Regions from separate parts of the Gasterosteus aculeatus genome. Here region 1 is linked to region 2. Evidence: chromatin contacts called from public Hi-C data. All regions are on one chromosome and are shown on one strand. Each heading gives the region's core, a stretch centred on a gene start, on an enhancer-like site or on the middle of the called end of the contact. The rest is flanking DNA. Distances are from core to core; before and after follow the strand shown.

What was found. A called contact is a pair of places that touch in the nucleus more often than the background predicts.
Region 1: a contact with region 2 is called in a Hi-C map of skeletal muscle, with 2.6 times the contacts expected there. The contact joins the promoter of cdca7a here to the enhancer-like site in region 2. A contact is called at or near these places in 3 of 6 Hi-C or Micro-C datasets (liver and skeletal muscle).

What each region holds. Positions count from the first base shown.
Region 1 is chr16:10,664,381-10,668,700 of fGasAcu3.hap1.1, forward strand. cdca7a (cell division cycle associated 7a) reads right to left here and starts at 1,394. Exons shown (of 10, transcript XM_040202363.2): 1 at 1,102-1,394; 2 at 224-364; 3 at 14-136. The coding sequence starts at 1,122. map3k20a (mitogen-activated protein kinase kinase kinase 20a) reads right to left here. Exons shown (of 20, transcript XR_013453074.1): 18 at 4,256-4,320; 19 at 3,479-3,629; 20 at 2,391-3,362.
Region 2 is chr16:10,593,183-10,597,159 of fGasAcu3.hap1.1, forward strand. The region is part of intron 4 of LOC120834281 (obg-like ATPase 1); the gene reads left to right. Among protein-coding and RNA genes, the nearest start is that of LOC120834281, 12 kb to the left of the region's middle. Within about 2 kb of position 1,284, at least 2 of the 9 cell types and tissues checked have open chromatin away from gene starts, as enhancers often do.

The sequences.
Region 1 (4,320 bases), core at 144-2,643, 71 kb after region 2:
CTAGGAAACTTACCATGGCCTTCATCTGGCTGTTAATCCCACTCTCCTCAAACCCGCTGCACGTGTCCTCCTCCGACGAAGCCTTGAACGCCTTCGGTTTCTCTGACGTCCTCCTCGTCGGTCTTAAAATCATCCTCTAAAACACAAGAGACCGTCTTAAGCCCCCCGCATGTTTACCGGCGTTTTATTCACAGCGGGAGGACTTGCATCGTTTGTTGTTTACCGTGTTTGCAAAGCCTCCGTCGGAGCCGAAGCTATCACAACTGTCGTCAGAGGAAGAAGAGGACGTCTCCATGGGAACCAGAGGGACGCTGCGGAAGCTCCTCAAGCTCATCCTGGTGGATGGAGGCTGGGCCGCCAGTTTCTGTGAATCATCACACGTGAGTTTAGGAAAGGTTTCTGCGTCCTTTCCACACACTTCATTAAGGCACCTGAGAATACCAGCACCGACACTGATACCAGTGACCTTTGAACTTTGTGGACGCCATCATATCAGGCCGGGATACGAATACGGAAACCATCTTCTGAAGTAACATCTGCAGAACCCTGGGTGGATTTCTTTAAGCGATCTCACTGGCTGGACTTCAAATAAGTCATGAGAGAACTTAGTTATGTTTACTCAATGTTTTCTCAATCAACCCTTTGGTTTAAAATAAAACACTTAAAGAAACGCCCGGGTTCACATGCTCAAACTGATTTTTTTCGACCAGTATCACAAATGAATGAGTCAGAGAAGTGGTAATCTTTCAAATATCTGAATATTTTTAAAAGCCGCAACCAGTAAACTGAAGCATGAGGGGTGTCCTTCAACTGAACTGATCTGATTCTCATATTACATGTGGATTTTCTGTATATGAACCAATCAATATAACAACATTCAAATGTAAGATACAAATATGAACTGGCCCATGCAAGGTATCTAGATCAAACGGATTTAAGTCATTAACAAGCTAACAATAATTTCTTAAAGTTAATTTAAGATGAACTCTCAACGTTGCCCTCAAATGGTAATCCTTACTGGAGTGTTACAAAGTGGTAATAAGGGGACGTTTTTTCACCCAACACGGTAATAAAGTTGTATTGCGGATAATGTTTTCTTACCTTGGAGCGGGTGGCTGGCATGTTTTCTTTAAATACTCGACCAACACAAGCAGAAGGACACAGTGCAGCAGCTCTGCAGCGAACAATACTGAGACAGAGAGACACGCAGAGACGCAGAGACAGTTCCCGCGGTTTGTTTCCGCGCCACCGGAAGGTCCTACAAGATGCATAAAATGTAGTCGCGAGCTTTAGGCTTTTTGTGAGATGCGGCCTCAAAATACAAAACAGTGGTCAGTTAACGGGATTTCTAAAATACGTTTGATGTGCCTTTTAGATGATTAAACGTCACCAGTGTGTTAATTTATGACGCGTTTAGAGAAGGACACACGTGGACCTTCCAGGTGCTTTGCTGTGGCGCGAGTTTTTTTTATTTCGGAATTTGCATGCAAGGCGGGTAAAATGTTGATTCCTGTCCAACAAAGAACCAAATTTAACCTGTTGAAGTACATCAGTCGCTTTCACGTCATAGCGGATAGGACCTGTAAATTAAGTGCATGGACTTTAATAAATTAGGAATATTCACTATAAGAGTATAGTTTATAAAGGAATTCAAGGAGGGGCATATTGGAAAAGGAAATAGGGAGATACGGGAATTCAATTTACTAAAGAGCAGTAAAAGGGGGGCTAATAATAAGATAACACTGACTGGCAACAAAACCGAGATAAGACAGAAACTGGGTTCCATAAACAACAGGAAGTGGGTATGAATGATTGAAGCATGAACATGGGTGTGTTGCACCACATTTAATAGAATTGCACGTCTCGGTTTATGAAGTTTACGTTCGACATATATATATATATATATATATATATATATATATATGTATCCTGTAGCATATTACATGTTGATATATTGTATTCCTTTAGTACATTATATACATTATATGTACTTACCGTATAGTATAGTTCTAGATTAAACTAATCCTTTAATCATATAATATTTTCTGATGTGCTGTATATAGACTGCTTCCTAATCACATCCCACTACTTAAAATTGCTGTGTAATTAAGTCTTTATTGCTCTTGTGATAGTTTCTCTTTTTTTCTTCTATTATTATTACAGTTTTTAAAGGCTCTTGTTGTTTCATATTTTCTCTATTTAAATTCCATTGGTTCTGTACTTGAGCAGCTGCAGCAAACAAATTTTCCTATGTTGGGAAACAACCAAGGCGTATCCCATCTTATTGCATTTGACCATTGTCAAACAGTGGAATCATAAGAGCATTTTATACATCTACCCCCACTAAAGACGCAGCTCAGAACATTTGAACAGATAAACACTACTATGGGTCGACATTTGTGCTTTTTATTAGAAGGAAGAAAACCAAGGAGAAAAGACTAAATTATAAAATAAAAAACATAATTTATATTCCCCCAACAGAAGCCCGTTTTCTTCTCATAATATAAAGAGCTTGTGTTCATACATATATACATCCCATCAACACGCAGTTAATTTTCATCACGCAAGCAGACATTATTCCCATAAAACCTTTTCAGAACACGACGTGTCAGGAAGCGCTGGGTTCACGCGTGGCCCCCATCAAGTTCTTGCAGCGGCGCCACGCCCTCCCCTGCCCCCTCTCCTCTGTCGACCTCTGACTTGTTTATTGTCCTGACGTGGTAATCTTTTCTGTCGCTCCACTTTGATCCACCCTCCGTCGCTGGCTTTGGCCCCCTCTTTTTCTTTGCCAGGGTCTTCTGTCACAGACAATATACCTGGTATCGCGGAGGGGCGGTTCTGTGGCGTGACACTGTGACTATTGGACCGTGGCCTCCCTGGCTGTCGGGAGGTTTTGCTGGTTTTATAATGAGCACAGTTACCTCTAGGACTGTTCCATGCATGCCCCCTCCCCGGATCCCCTCCCACAGTTAATGTGTTGCCAAAGTAGAGGCTTTTGCGGCGGTCGTGCGCGGCTCCAGCGCTGAGTGGCCGCTCTCGTTCCCTCTCCGAGGCGCTCTCCGACGTGGTGCTGGAGGGGCTGCTGCCCTTCGACCCAAAATGGAGCGAGGAGAGCTTGGCCGACAGGCTGGTGGTTGGCGAGGAGCTGCGAGAGTCGATCCAACTGGACGCGTGGGCGCGGCTCGGAGAGCGACGCACAGCTGCGGCGTAAGAAAACCCCTGGCTTTCGTGTGCGGACAGGAACTGAGGCAGAGTGCGGGCGTCGGAGCTCGTGAAGGCGGACAGAGCGTTTGTTGTCGGCGAGGTTTTCTGGGTGTGTAACTGCCTCTGCCTCACGTTGTACATCCATGTCGTGTCCATGTCTAAAAGAGTGAGGTGTACGCATTGATTCAATTAAGGGGATTCAACATCTTTATTTTTCCAGGAATGAAAAACTGTTGATTTGGCAACTCGCTAAGTAATGACAGTAATAAATTACCAGAGTAGGACTTGTCCATGGGGCTCAATGGGATGTTAGCAGGCGTTGTTTCAATGACCAGCTCCACGGTCTTGATCTCGGGTTGTCCACCGCTGTGACTCCACGTCACGGGACAGCTGTGTCTGGTAGACTTTGGTGACTTGACATCACTCTGAAGAGAAGGAGAATAAATGATATCATTTAATATATTTAGTGTAAAAAATAAGTAAACTTGATGTTGAGGATTCTGTGATTGCATTTGATTAATTTTCATTTCATTTGATTCAAATACACCGTCTGAATATATTATACATATATTAGGGCTGCCAGAGTTCAGATTATTGCTGAGATGCGATAAATTATTATAATGCAGTTAATGCAACTTTGTTTACTTCTGGTGTGTTGACCCCTGACCCCTGAAACCGTGGCGTGCCTGCAGTCAGTTAGACCGGAGAGACCGAGATGGGAGTTGAAGACGCAGAGAGCTCTTTGCATTGGAAGTGAAACAAACAGAACCGTGACAGACGGCAGAGAACTGTGCAGAGCAATTCCTCCTCGTCTCAAACGTTATGCACTGATAGGCTAAGCTAGCTGCTAGGCTACTTCCATCTACCCTGCGCCCACACGGCCTGCAGAGGACCATCGCTGTGTTCCTAAAAGGTTTGTAAACGTTCTGGCTAAATGCAGAGAGATTGTTGGCACTTCAAACACAGCCATCAAAAGACAGAGAGTTGAGAGCAAAGTGCACGTATGTATATACATGTATCTATATGCTTTGTTTTGTGAGTTGCCTCTCACCTCATAATTGACAGTGTAGTCAACTTTTTGGTTCTGCAGTATTCCAACGATCCATCTGTCCATCA
Region 2 (3,977 bases), core at 34-2,533:
TGGCTGATGAACAAAACGGTTTTATTGAGTGTTCCCGGTGCTTCCTCAGCGGCTGCAACCCCCCCCCCATCGCTGTCTGAGACGAGACGCGGACACGTTGTACTTCACCTGCTCCTGTGTTTCCCCCCCAGCAACTCTGCCAGCTCACCTGGCTTTATTCCCAGATGTTTGGTTCCCAGCAATTAGATGTTTCAAGGCTCACACGGTGTCGACCTCTCTCGCAGCAGGAAAGCTCTGGTTCACTTCTAATGAAGACTTATTTACGGTTGCGCGACACAGAACCGAGGCATAAGATGCTGTATCTTTACTGTGGTTGTGGGCAAAGGAGCTGTTATTTTTGGCGTAGACTCAAACTCTAATCGAGATATTTGTGCTTTAAGCATCTAAACTAAATCGCGGCGCTTCCCTCTCCTCCTCTATCAGCAACCAATTTATTACTGACATTTTAATAGGAATAAGGCCAAACATTTAGTAACTCCGGCTTAGTAAAGATTGACTTTAGTCTTTGAAGTTGAAGGACAAAACAAAATGTTTTATCGACCAAAAAGTTAATTGAAAAAAAGCTGACAGATTAATTGGCGGGGAAAATAATTTTAGTTGGACACAACGTTTTTTTTTTTGGTCTACGTTGTGCATTGATTGCCGTCATAACCTACAGAATACAAATAACAACACCAGCAATTTGTTATTGTCATCCAGCATTGGCAGTGCTTAATATAGTACTAACCAGAAGATGTAGTGACACATGCTGAGGGGTCTCAATTCTACACAGGGGGCACTTTTTATTCACATTATTCTCTGTAAATGTAAACCCGTAACTGTGGCAACAGCAGCTTGGACAACATCTAACAGACCAAAAGCAAATGAGCTGCGCGTAGCCGCCACGTCTGATTGAGATGCTCTGTGAATGTGTATCAAATGTGTCAAACGCTTGGGGAGTGTCGCAATGTGCTTTTCCCGTTGTTGGTGGTGAGGCTAATATGTTCAAATCAAAGCCAGTCAGCAGCAAATTGACCCTGTAATTGGTCCTAGCGACTAAACTAAAAAGGTTCACTATATATAGAGCTCGACTATCCTCGACTATACTATCCTGACTTTCAAAAGAAGCATCATTAACGAGTGAATATCGGACTCTGATGAATGTGAGTGATCACATCAGTTGGCTGTGCTTTGCTGAATGTGTCAGGACGATCCATTCATGTTTGGTTGTTGCATCACGCAGACGTCAGCACACAGGAGACTCATCGCTTACAGTGAACAAATCAAAATGATTGTTCTGCTCCAGGCGTTGTGAGCAAACAGGATTGACTATTCAAACTGATTTATGGCTTACGGGCCTCCTCGCTGACGCCAGTTGGGGCCGATCGCCGACGGTTGTTCTGTGTCACTCACCAGCTCACAAATTGTAAAACCTGACAAACAAACATCCAGAACATCTCTCCTTGCCCCTTGACTTCCATGCGTGTGACTCAGACAGATCAGTAAATCTCTCATCATTTCACCTACTCAATGCATTGTTGTGTCATTGTCATTCAATCTATGCAACCAATCGAGTGCTGCAGGGATCAGTCACGGAAACGGGTCATCGTTTTTGGACTTCCGGCTCCTTTGGGTCGAAGTTAATGGGTTTATTGAATGGGGTGTTTTGTTAGATCCCTGAACTAAGTTCTGTTCTAACAAAGGCTCGAGAGTTTTCACCTATTTCTCAGGATTTTGTGTGTTTTAATAAAGGCGATGGCTAAATAAGACAACAAAACGGCATCGACGTGTCCTCAGTTTCCTCATTATTGTTACGTGATCTTGCATGTCTATTTTCACTAATTCATTATTATGAATTAACCTGTCATTCATTTGTGTCATAGTTTTCCTCCCAAGCACAATACAATGTCCAAACTTGTAAAAGGAATTTGACTCTCTTCTTTGGATCCATCAGTGTTCTTACGCAGGAACCGACTTTGCAGCGAAGGAATACATTTTCATTGCCGTTTTGTTGCCAGGGCAACAGTTTTGGTCCAAGTTTACTTCCTTTTTGCCACTACATCAACAAACACTGCAGCAAGGAATTCCAAGGGGTCCGTTTTAAATGTTCTTATTGTCAAGTTTAAAAACATTTGCGCCACTGCCGATGGAAATCTTCCCCTACACAGTAATAGTAATGGGAGGAGTTTGAGTGGCTTTGTAAGGAGCCCTATGATACACAACATGCATTCGTTCAGCAGTATTTTCAGCAGCGGATTAATGCACAAATCGACTACTGGTGACTGATTGACTCAAAATAAACAACAGTGGTCACGAAGAAGTAATTCACATGGTGCAACAATGTGGTTCATTGACGTTCAAAAGGGAAAAAGTATTAAGATGACATTATTTATTCCTGTCTGTAGCTTTTTTTATTGGATTTGTGACAAAAAAACAATCAACCAATGTATCGCTTTAATGTTGCTGAGCAGAAATAATGAGCTTAGCTCACTTCATCAGAATCATGTTACCACTTTGGATAGTAATACGAATATTTCCTATAGTATACAATTGTATAACCCCCAAAGGCCTGTATGAAAAACTGTTTTCTGAATGAATACTCGTGAAGATGAAAATTGCACCACATTGTGCAAGAGGGAACAAGTGCAAGGTTTAAGTCGATAGTCGATCTGTGACCAATATTTCTTCTGTGAATGAATGTGTCATTATGTTTCTTTATATTTTTATGTCCCGCCACGATCCACTCCCTTGTAGCAAAGGTAACTGCTATTTAAAAGCAAACAGCCCACTTCCAACAGCACGTTTGGACAAATATATACGCCGTGTTGGAGCTAGGACCAGTTCTCAGCTTGGCCTTGGCTGCTGCCCCAACGTTGACATCATGCTTGAAGAAAACGGTAATGTTGCATTGCAAATCAATGAGAAAAACAAGCGTTTCTCCGCTTTATGAGGGACTTTGTTTATGTTAGCAATGTCTACCAATACAGCAATTGTAAACGTAGATCAGTTAGCTGTGCGTTGGTACCACCCTCCCTTTGTGTGTTTTCGGAGCTGTGTTGAGGTGCTGTCGCTGCATTTAAATGAGCATTTTTCTTCAGGGAGAATGAAGAGTTTTTGTCAGCCTCCACTCATCGTGGATGATTAGAGCAAAATGTCTACCCATCTTGACTGGAGATCGCCACAGCTCCAGATAACATGCCCGGTGATTGAAGGTCGCAATATTTTGAATTCTAATGGGGCTGCAAGATGAATTGCCTGAAATAGACTGTAAAATCTTCCTGCTTCCTCCTCATGCCCCCCTTGCCTGTCTGCTGTGAAAAGAACCACTGGGAAAGGCAAGGCCCGATGATCATAGAATTATTGGATGGTGATTCTAAACCCTTCAAAGAGGAGTTGCTATGGAGATCTCGCTCCAAACTGCGAAATGATTCACCTTTGAAAGGCTGGAGGGTCTGAAAGCTGAACACATCATTGTTCAGGTGGCGGTTGGTTAGGAAATTGCTGGTGCCTGTGCAATCAGCAGCACTATAGTAGTTAAAGATCTAAAAAGGTTTGTTCTCTGAATGATGTGGGACAACAGCGGCGCGCGTATGACGGTTCCTTTCAATCAAGGGACCCTCGTGCTCAGTGGTTTAACGGAATAAATGGACTGACAGAGGTTAAGCTAAGGAGAATTAACGCTGTTGTTTTCCGTCGGAGTTTATGAATACTGCTCAAATACATCCACATGTCGACGGCACACAGAGCAGGCGCGTGCAAGCGGCTTCCACTTATGTCTTTTTCCATCAGAGATATCAAATTCAGCTGTTAATAGTCAGTTGGGAATGACACGCTGGGAATTGGAGACACCTTGTAAGGTGCAGATATTTATACTATCGGGAGCTATGATTTCACATCTATCTTGGAAGATGGGATCATGTTATCAAACGTGTTTCAGCGTTGCTCTGAAGGGCTCACACGCACCGGTTTCTGGTGTCAAATGGCTTTTTAGCAGCCAA